Regions from separate parts of the Mus musculus genome. Here region 1 is linked to region 2. The links are chromatin contacts, called in public Hi-C maps. All regions are on one chromosome and are shown on one strand. Each heading gives the region's core, a stretch centred on a gene start, on an enhancer-like site or on the middle of the called end of the contact. The rest is flanking DNA. Distances are from core to core; before and after follow the strand shown.

What was found. Hi-C and Micro-C count contacts between places; a contact is called where the count stands out from the background.
Region 1: a contact with region 2 is called in a Hi-C map of Sertoli cells, with 2.1 times the contacts expected there. The contact joins the enhancer-like site here to the promoter of Neo1 in region 2. A contact is called at or near these places in 8 of 39 promoter capture datasets (the 3T3-L1 cell line, 3T3-L1-derived adipocytes, the C10 cell line and 5 more), 3 of 484 Hi-C or Micro-C datasets (Sertoli cells, cumulus cells and nephron progenitors) and 16 of 115 datasets of contacts at active chromatin or transcription factors (astrocytes, cardiomyocytes, craniofacial prominence and 11 more).

Annotation. Positions count from the first base shown.
Region 1 is chr9:59,156,612-59,161,867 of GRCm38.p6, forward strand. No RefSeq gene overlaps it. Among named protein-coding and RNA genes, the nearest start is that of Gm33053, 76 kb to the right of the region's middle. Within about 2 kb of position 1,795, at least 8 of the 459 cell types and tissues checked have an H3K27ac peak or open chromatin away from gene starts, as enhancers often do. A contact at or near this core is called in Sertoli cells, where this site is marked.
Region 2 is chr9:59,034,113-59,039,136 of GRCm38.p6, forward strand. Neo1 (neogenin) reads right to left here and starts at 2,329. Exons shown (of 28, transcript NM_001042752.1): 1 at 1,854-2,329. The coding sequence starts at 2,016.

The DNA.
Region 1 (5,256 bases), core at 545-3,044, 120 kb after region 2:
TTACTTTGCCATCCATGGTGGTGCATGTTTTTATCCCAGAACCAAGGAAACAGAGAAAGACAAAGCCCTGTGTGGGAGTCCAACCTGCTTTGCACAATGAGTTCCAATTCAGCCAGGTCGACATCGTAAAATTCCTGGCTCCAAAAAATTTTGTTATTACATTTATTTATTTGGTGGACAGTGTTGCATATCTTGGCTCACTCAGTGGAAAGAGGAAAAGGACTCCAGAAAGTTGTCCTCCAGCCTCCACACATGCTGAGGACCAAAGTCAGGCCACCAGGCTTGCCAGCAAGCACCTTCTACAGAGCCATCTCTCCAGCTCAATCTGGCAAACTTCTATCTTTCACAAATGTAGGACTACGGAAAGGACGTATCTTCATTTAGTGAGGGCATCTCAGTATCTCTTGTTTGTTTGTGAGATCGGGTCTCAAGCAGCCCAGGCTGACCTTGACCTGAAGCTGAAACTGCCCACGTGCTTGGATGGCAGGTATGTGCCGCCATGTGTGATGTCCATCTCAACATCTTTATTCACACGTACACACAAAGTCAGTGCTGTGATAATGCACTCTTAGAGAAACAAATCTGCACAAATAAAGTACATAAAATGAATTAGAACTGTTTAAGTAAACTAAAAACCTCGATGGAGTAATTTGTGAAAACTGGCTAACATTCATGATCATTAACTATGGGGATGTGTTTTGTTGCTTTGGGTTTTTGTTTTTGTTTTGTTTTGTTTTGTTTTTTTAGACAGGGTCTCACTATACTGTGCAGTCCTGGCTGTCCTGGAACTCACTTTGTAGACTAAGGGTGGCCTCAGACTCAGAGATTGGCCTGCCTCTGCCTCCCAGGTGCTTGAATGGACAGCATGCAGCACCATGCCTGATTTAGTCGCTGTGTTTTAAAAGTACTACATTGTGATAAATAGCTGCTTTCTTTTTATTTACTTATCCCTTTCTTTTAGGGCAAAACTCTCCTTGGAGAACACATTCATACTGGATTTCTGCCCAGTGTTGCTGGGTTTTTGTTTTTGTTTTTGTTTTGTTTTGCAGTTCTGTGATTCCAGGTACAACAGGGAAAAGACATTACCATTAACCCTCCTCCTTTTCCCCAGCATGCATCCACGTGGTTCTGGGAACTGACCAATCCGTACTGCATCGCATCCTCTCACTCCTACACAGGCCACAGAGTTGTCACAAACAAGACCAGTAGTAAGGCAGAGGTGATAACAGGAGGTAGAGACTGCTCAGATGAGGCAGGAACCTGCCGTACCAGTTCCTAGAACGTCCTTGCTGGAGGCCAGGACCCAGGAGAAATCTCTGTTATCTCCTAGATAAGCTCCTGTCTAGAGGCTCCTGTTACCTTACAGCTGACACTGGCAGGAGGCACCTGGACACCTGGCTGGGCCACTTGTCCTTCCCCATGCTTCACCCCAGTTTATGTCATAAGTCCTCTAAAAGGCCCCAGCTTCATGGCACCCTGTTTCCTGGGACACCCCCTCTCCTTCTCCCTCTTAAGTTGCCACCTAGATCTAGAATAAACTATTTTAGAATTAAAAATAATTTGAGAATAAGCTTTTTTCTAAAATTGAATCTCTGTGGTCTAAGAATTTCATTCTTCAAATTCCCAAGACAAGAACATGAAAGCCCTGGCTCGGGGTGGCTTTGGTGGTTGTGGGGGAGTTTCTGGGACTTTAGTTTCCTGAGAAAGACTCCATTGTTCTCCAAGACATCCCAATATTCCCATTGGGCCCATAATTACTTTCAAAGCAGTTGGTGACATCATTGGCTTCTTCAGACAGACATTGCTCTGATTCGTTAGTAGCACCTGGAATGTTGGCAATTGGCAGCAGTGCAGTGTACACAAATAATGCTCTCTAAGGAATAAGGTTGTAGGGGCTGGAGAGGTGGGTCTATAGGTAAAGTACTTGCTGCACAAACCGGAGGCCTTGAGTTCAGATTGCTAGTATCCACATAAAAGCCAGATGTAGCAGCCCACATACATCTCTGACTCCAGTTCTAGGAAGCAGACAGAAGGATCTCCAGGGCCCACTAGCCAGCTTGTCAAATTTGTGAGTCTAGGTTCCCTGAGAAGATGCTATATCCAAAAATTAGGTGGAGGGTGATAGAAGAAGACACCAGTGCCAAGCTCTGTCCCCAAACATGTGTACATGGACACACTACCATATAAATACCTCCAAAAAGCCAATTTTTATTGTTGCTATGGCACATGGTCAATCTCCCAGAATTCAGCTTTTGGTACCTTTCATATAGTTTTTTAAAATGGGAATTTTAATTTTCATGAGTCAAAGTTATAGCATGCAGGATGGCAACTGTCAGGATTGTGATATTATCATAAGTCAGTACTCAGGACCATTATTAGGTAGGCACAGGGACTACTATTGCTAGTGGATTTGGCTATAGGGAAAGATTTGGCTCCACTTTGAATACCAGGAAAAGTGGCACTAAATAACAAAGAAATAGTGGAGACTTACTAAAAGGAAACACCAGGCATAAGAAAGAGTTTGGCTTCTCTGATGGAACAGGATGCTTGTCAATCATGGGCTGGGAAGGTTAGCAAACTGACTAGACATGGAGGATGTGTATTCTGACTTAGCAGGATTCTTATTATTCAATTCTAATTAAACAATTTGGGGTTGACCAGAAGGCCAGACCTGCATAGGGTTTGGTCAAGGGGAGATTCTATGATAAAGTGTCAATCACTCCATCAAAGTGTCTGAAGCTGGTCTGAAGCTTCCAGGAAAGAACAGCCTCCTGTCTCCTAGTCCGAGTGTCCTCCTGGAGAACCTAGAGCCTCTGAGGTCTCCATGGGGAGAGGCTTGGCCTGGAAGCTAAGCCCACACAGAGAGAGCAGAGAGTAAGACCCAGTGGGGTCAGGGTGGACACTGTCTGAGCACTGGCAGACTTGCTCGAAGGCAGATACTTCTGACTTTTCCTGTTCTTGAGCCAATCTGTTGCAGGTTTTGTATAATCCAGTATGAAGTGGGTTTGCCATTTGCACCCATGAGAGGCCTAGCCATTATTAGAATGTTTTTCATAACTTTAAAAATAGACTCCTACGGATGTAAGATTTTTTTTTCACTATTATCAATTCTACCTGCAAACATTGGTGTAAACAATTTGATGACCTGAAAGGGCCACATTTCAAACCTAGATAGAGCTGCCACTATACATAAATCTCACAGGCTTGCTGTGAGGACCACAGTATAAAACTTGTTGGGGGCCAGGGTGGGGTGCGCTCTGACAGACTATCTTACAAAGACTATGTGCTGCTGCTACTGTATTTTCAAAATTAATTAATTTACTGTTAAGAAAAGCTACCAGCTGCATCTCAGTCTGTATGGTGACAGGAACACCTTGTGTTATCCTTCAATATGCAAATTGCCAGCCCTGCAGACTACTCCACCCTGAGAAAGAGGAATGATGGGACTTCTCTGCTGTGGAAAAGCCAGATGACCCAAATCCCACCCATCCTCCCCACCTCTCCAGCCCCACCCCTTCATTCACACCTACCACTCTGGCCACCCTACTTCCAACCCTCCATCCCTTCCAGTACCACCACCACCACCACCACCACCACCACCACCAACAACAACAACAACAACAACACCTCATACACACATTTTCCTTGGCATTATTTGAGTATTGAGAGACTCAATCTGAAGAAAGCAATCAGATACGGTGGGAGGCAAAGGTCCGAATTCTTCCCTCTCCGATCTGGCGCTCTTCCTCAAGAAGAGAGAGAAGACTGAAATGAAGGTACCATAAGAGTAGAAAAGGGCCAGCAGGATGCCCTGTACAGAAGCATGGCAAAGGAATCATTGCACATTTAAGATATGAGACGGGCAAGAGCCTGTTGCTTTCTGGTTGAAGTAAAAAATCCCCTCTTGCTGTAGCAGCTATATGGGAAAGAACATGACTTTCCAGCTATAGTGCTGGCTATAGTAGCCTCAGGAAAAATAACAATGATTGCTAAATGTGGTGTGTGTGTGAGAGAGAGAGAGAGGGGGGGGGAGAGAGAGAGAGAGCGCTAAATGGGGTGTGTGTGTATGTGTGTGTGTGTGTGAGAGAGAGAGAGACAGACAGACACAGACACAAACACAGAGGTAGAACTGGGTCTCTTCTCTTCTGTTCTCCACTTTACTTTTTGAGGCAGGGTTTTCTCTCACCGATCCCAGACCTGAGTGGTAGAGCTGGCTGAACAATGGCTCCAGGAATCTACCTCCTGTCTCTGCCTCCCTCCAATGGTAAGGTTACAGACACGCTACAGACAGGCCACCACACCCAGGTTCTACTGAGGATCTGAACTCACATCTTTATGATTGTGTGGCAAGCACTTACCTGACTGAACCATTGCCCAGTCCCGCCTGTGGTTATTGAAGCAGTGTGTAAAACACATCTGCACTGGCATCTCCTTCAATAATCCATCCCACCATCCCATGAGACTGGCATGAAGTCATAGATGGCAAACTTGAACAGAGATTCTACACTTTGGTCGAGACTCCAGACCTAGCATTCTCCAGTACTGTCAGCCATCACCCCGTAGGCAGTCTGATGAGGCTTTGTACCTTCCATCTGTATCCTGACCCAGTGGGGAGTCTCTCATAAACCAGCCTGCTTCCATCTTGGGCTTGAAAGCCATCTTATAGTAAAAACAATCTAGACTCACTCTTGTTTATGATTAAATCTATTTCCAACGCTTGGGCTATGCCCTACCTGGAACTTTAACTACAAATTATTCTGAACTGCCTGTTTCAGGAAGGGCAATCATGTCTTTGTTTCAGAGACCAACTTGTTACCCTTATGTTATGCTTCTATAACTACCCCCCTATTTACCTGCCAAACCCCCATTTGGAAACTCCCTACTCCCGAGCTATACAATCCCTTATCTTCCCCGTGTCCAATGCTGATCTCTTGAACCTCACCTTAGGGAGACTCAGCCTGGGTAAACGAATTAAAAAGCTTGCTTTAATTAGCTTGGTCATGATTTGGGTCGTTAGTCTTCCTCCTCTAATCTGTAGGATTAACATCTCCCTGGCACACACTTGAAGAGTGAGTATCACTAAGTGTAAGGATCTGTGCATCCAGTGGGGAGTGGAACCACAGTACCGGATAAACCAGAAGCCAGAGTCACCTTTACTTCAAGCAGCCATTCTATGCTGCAAGCCAGAGATTGGGGCCTTTGCTTAAAAGGGAGCTGACTGAAGTGTCCAGTCCCTCAGGAAACAAACCCAAAATA
Region 2 (5,024 bases), core at 1,079-3,578:
TCTCATCATTGCAAAATAAAACCTCACTGATTGAATTCATGCTAAAGCAGACGTTAAGATCCCTTTCTAAGTGACTGCTTTAATGGGCCTCCAAGCCTGAGGAGCTGAGTTCACTCCCCAGGACCTGCATGCTGGAAAGAGTAGTGACTCCTCCGAAGATGTCCTCTGACTAGCACACAGCATGCCATGGCACAGGCACAAACACACACGCATGACAGACAGACAGACAGACAGAATAATAAAATGTAAAACAAATTTCTAAATTCTAGCATTGTTTAAGCTTTTGTTAACTTTAAAAAGTCTCTGCCAAAACTTTAAACACAAACTCCAGCTATGACCTCAAATACACATACAATCAGCTGTATATAAATTTTCATAAGAAATTTAAAAAAAAAAGAGGAACTTGTTTTCCAAAATTTATACATTTCTCTTTCCCATTCCCATGAAAAGAAACTATTCAGGTACTTACACTGAAGGTCTGAAAACTGTGCCCCAAACTTTGTACAAGATAAATGTGCAAATGCCTATCACATCAGTGATCCTAACTTAACATTAACACTCCTGTTTAGCAGCTTAAATAATATATACTAGTGTGGGTTTAAAACTGTTAACACTGGCAAGTTGTGAGCTCTATACACATACACACAAAATGCAAAATAACAAACTTTATCAGCAAATCACATTTCGAAGTGATTTTAATGATTTCATAACAATCAGAGGGAAACACGTTTTTGGTTTAGCAATTACAAGTTGCCATTGTGTCTGATCAGGTGACCTTCGTATTAAAAATCTAAATCTCCACAAAGTGAGTGAAAGTTTCTTCAAGTTATATGGCACACCACCTTAGGTAAACGAGGTTAGCAAAGCACATGTCAATTTGCTCTTCAAGAGCCGAGTGAACCCTGCTCAACTATCAGAGGCTTGGCGATGTGTCAATTGGCACCCTTAAATATGTAAGAATGCTGGTGACTCCAGGAATGCATGAAACACACAGAAAAAAAAAAGATGCTGAATATATATACACATATATGTGTATATATGTGTATGTGTGTGTGTGTGTGTGTATACACACACATATACATATATAGTCACATAGAGACAATTAGACAAATCCTTAAAAATCCGATGTCTGAAATTTTTCAGAAGTTGAGAGTGGGTTACATAGAAATATAGTTAAATCCCTAGTAAAGAGGCACTACTTCACAGAATCACTTGGAGCCGCTCTCCAAGGCGTCCACAAGGCTAAGTCAACACCACTGATCTGATCATGAAGGGGCTAGTATGCCCCTTAGCACCCCCTCTCCTGAAGACCCAGGCTCCAATCACTGAGCGAAGAGTCCCTCGAGATCCGACAGCGCTTCCCTGGACTTCAGAAGCTGGGCAACCCATGGCCGAGGGGGATGGAGGGTGAAGAGAATGAATTCAAGCCCCCTCCTCCATCCCTTCCTGAAAATTAATGAATTGGCTGTACGATTGTTTATCTAATGAGGTGTGTAGTGGCCTCTACTGGTGCTTGTGTGAGCACAAGAATGTCCCACTCTTACAAGTGGGATGAGCCTGGGGGAGGGGAAAGAGGCGAGGGGTGAACCTGCCTCCCGGTACAAAGCGCAGAACTGGACCCCAGAGCTCCGGCCCGGATCCCGGAGGCGCCCCTCCCCCGGTAGGAACCCCTCCTGCCTGCTCCGCTTTCCACCACGCGAGACCCTTTTCTCTCCAGCAACGGGAGCCGAGGAGGAAAAGTTCCCGCACGTTCCCCTCTGGATCCTAAACAACAACAAAAACCCACCGCAGCGGCCACGGGAGCCGGTGCCGCGCCCCAGCCCCCACGGCGTCCCGGGCCCGGCCCGACTTACCTGCGGACTGCGGCGGGGAGCCGCTCTTCGTGGCCGCGGCGCCGGACGCCGGGCGTCCGAGCAGCAGCAGCAGCGGCAGCAACAGCAGCAGCGGCGGTGGCGGACAGCAGCGCCGGGAGGAGGAGGTGCAGAGGAGTCGCCCGGCTTCGCGCTCCGCCGCCATCTCTACCCCACGAGTGGCGGCGGCGGCGGCGGCGATAGCGCCGCGGAGCGCTCGCGCCCTTCCCTCAGCGCGCCTCAGCCGGTCTCTGCGCCGCAGGGCTCGGCTCCAGCCCGGCCCGGCCCGGCCCGCGCGGCCCCCTCGCGCGCCCAGGGGGAAAGACTCCGGGCGCCTCCCTCCTGCAGCGGGGCGGGGAGGAGAGCAGAGGAGAATCAGTACATTCCGGCCGAGAGCCGGGGGGTGGCTCGGTCTCTCCAGGTTCCAGGCGCCGCCACCCGCCGCCGACTCGGGCTCCTCACGGTAGAGCGAGGGGGGCGGAGACCGCGGGGTGGGGGGCGGGCGCCGGAGCGCGCCGTGCCGCGCACGCTCACAGCCGCGCACGCGCGCCTCCCTCCCCACGAGCACCCTCTTCGCGCCCCGCGGCCTGCCGGGCTCCAATCCCGGCGGTCGCTTCGCGGGCAGCCGCGGCGGTGGAGCCGAGCTGGCGCAGGGGCAGGCGGCGGGCCCGCTCCCCTCCCCCCTCTGGCTCTCGGGAGACGGGCACGGGCGCGGGGCGCGCGCGCCGGGCTCTGCTGCTGCTGCTGGCGTCAGGGAAACCCCGGAGAAGCGATCCGCCTCCTTCGCCTCCCGCCTCCCGCTCCTAACCCGCGGGAGAGATTTCCCCTCACCTCCGCGGACCGCTTCAAAGGCTACGGAGACCTGAGGCAGAGCCGCACGGACTCCGGAGCTGCTCACGGAGGCCGCGAGCCTGCGCGCACCTCTCTGCCCCGGGCCTCTATATAGGGCCTCAGAGGAAACCGAATGGCCTCCGGGAGGAAACCTGGGTTCGCAGAGGGTCGGCGCACGGATTTATGTGCTCGCCAAAAACAATAGCAGGCCGCCCGGCTCTTGCTGGGGACCTGGCGCGGTTCCCGTGGGAGGGGGCCGATCGCACTGCGCCGACCTCTGGCTTCCTCTCGGGCGGTACCCGACCCGCCGGGACCGTGGTGCCCCGCGTCCCCACTGAGACACTCGGCTCCGGCTCAGACAAAGGTGCGGGGAGTCCACTCCATCGCGTGCCCAGGCCAGGACCCAACCCCGTGACTCAATCTCCCCGGGGCTAATTCTCTGCAGTCACTGCAGCCTTTTACCTAGGCCCTGGATGGTCACTTTGCAGTTTTGTACTTGAGATCCAAAGTGTCTCTCGACAGTAAACGCGGAGCACGCGGGAATTGGTTTTTCAACCTCCTGGTACTACTGAGGATCGAGCTACCCAAAGTTAGGAGAAAACAGTCTGTAGTCTGCTGGCGAGAGTGCCCATACTGTTCTACCCTGGTTCTTCACTTAGTCATGTTGGGTTGTTGATAGGAGTTGGATTTTTATTTGCCCTTCTGCGTATAGTCAATATCCAAGATGTGTCCAGCAAAAAAAGACATTTCTTTTTCTAACACACACCATGCCTTCTCTAGTCACTTGCTATTTTATCTTATTTTATTCCAAAGTTCCAAAATAAGGCATGGATTGACGTGGGGAATGAAGAGCTCAGAAACCTCATTAAAACAGTGAAATTAGGAGCCCTCCCTTCCCCTGGCTCTTTGAAACAATTGGTTTAAAAGAGCAAACACTCGCTTATTGTTTTCCACTAGGGAAACCATTTAAATATCTTGTTTTGGTTAGAGTTATTAACCAGAAAAAATATTTCCTAAATACCCCTGATGACCTGTTAAATTAGAAATAGATTACCTCCCAATTACTTCACAAGTATTTGCTTAATTAACCTTTAATAATCACATCGTTATTCAGTTTTCTGAGATAATTGATGAGAGAAGCTCTTTGGAAACTATAAATTGCCTTGCAAATGTTAATTTTGGACTATCTAAGACAGAGGGACTTTTTCATTATATTAAAATTATGTATAATGTGACTTACAAAATGAAGCTTACATTTATCTCCAATCTTGAAAAAAATAAGAGTTATAGCTAATAAAATAGCACACTGGTTTTCATGTATGACTTCTGTGAACCATCTCATTAATTTATCAGCCTACTGTATATATTGAGCTTATATTAAAAAGTTTAAAGCACTTTCTGTAAAATAGAATGACTAAATCATATATTTCTGACTTGTGATTAAATCGAAATTTTCATAAAAGCCACTCTATAATAAACCACTAATAGATGAGCTGCGGACTAAAAAAAAAGGTGCAGATTCTAAATCAATTGACGAGTTAGACTATAAAGTAACGCAGGCTCATACTTCAGATCCTTCACTTCACTTCAATGTTAATGTCCTCGTTGACAGCGCTTTCATAGAATCATTCTGAGTGATTATCCTGCCCTTTGTTTAGTAAGACATCTGAGAAAAGGGTCTTCACCTCTTTAACAAAATTTTCAACAAATACCTAAGTCCACATCTATGCTTCTTAGCAAAATATTTTTATGAAAGTCTAAGCTATAAATCTATAAAGAGATATAAAGCTGTTGCTGAAATTAACTTTTTTTTTTTTTCCTTTTCAGCGAAGTTAGAAAATGAGGCCCATTTTCAAGGAATAGTGCACAAAGAAACTGTAGAGCAAAGAAAACAGAGTTGCCATTGTATGGGAGTGTAAGTTACCAAAGTGCGGGCCAAAAATAACTAGACCAAATATTCTTGTGAAATGTATTCTAAGTATGTTTTGATATAAAAATTAAATGAAAACTTAAATCCTATGAATTGAAACCTCGGTAGGAATCTTACTCACTGAAGTAGAAGGATTATTTTTCAGCATCAGGAAGGCAAGGATTCAGCACTTTAATTACCTCCAGTAACAAACTCTGCAGCTCATTCCCTGGCTATATCTCAGTGTCCGAGGAGAAGAGAGCTAGCCCCTGAATAGCTAAGCCCAAGAGAGAACATAGCACATTTCAGCTAGGATTTCCCCATGTCTTCAGAACATGATTAACTTCTGCACAGACGTTGATATTTTTACATTTGCCCTTTACATTCCTCTAGGTGAGAATTTTTTTCTCACCTTTTCTCTTTCAAAGGCCACC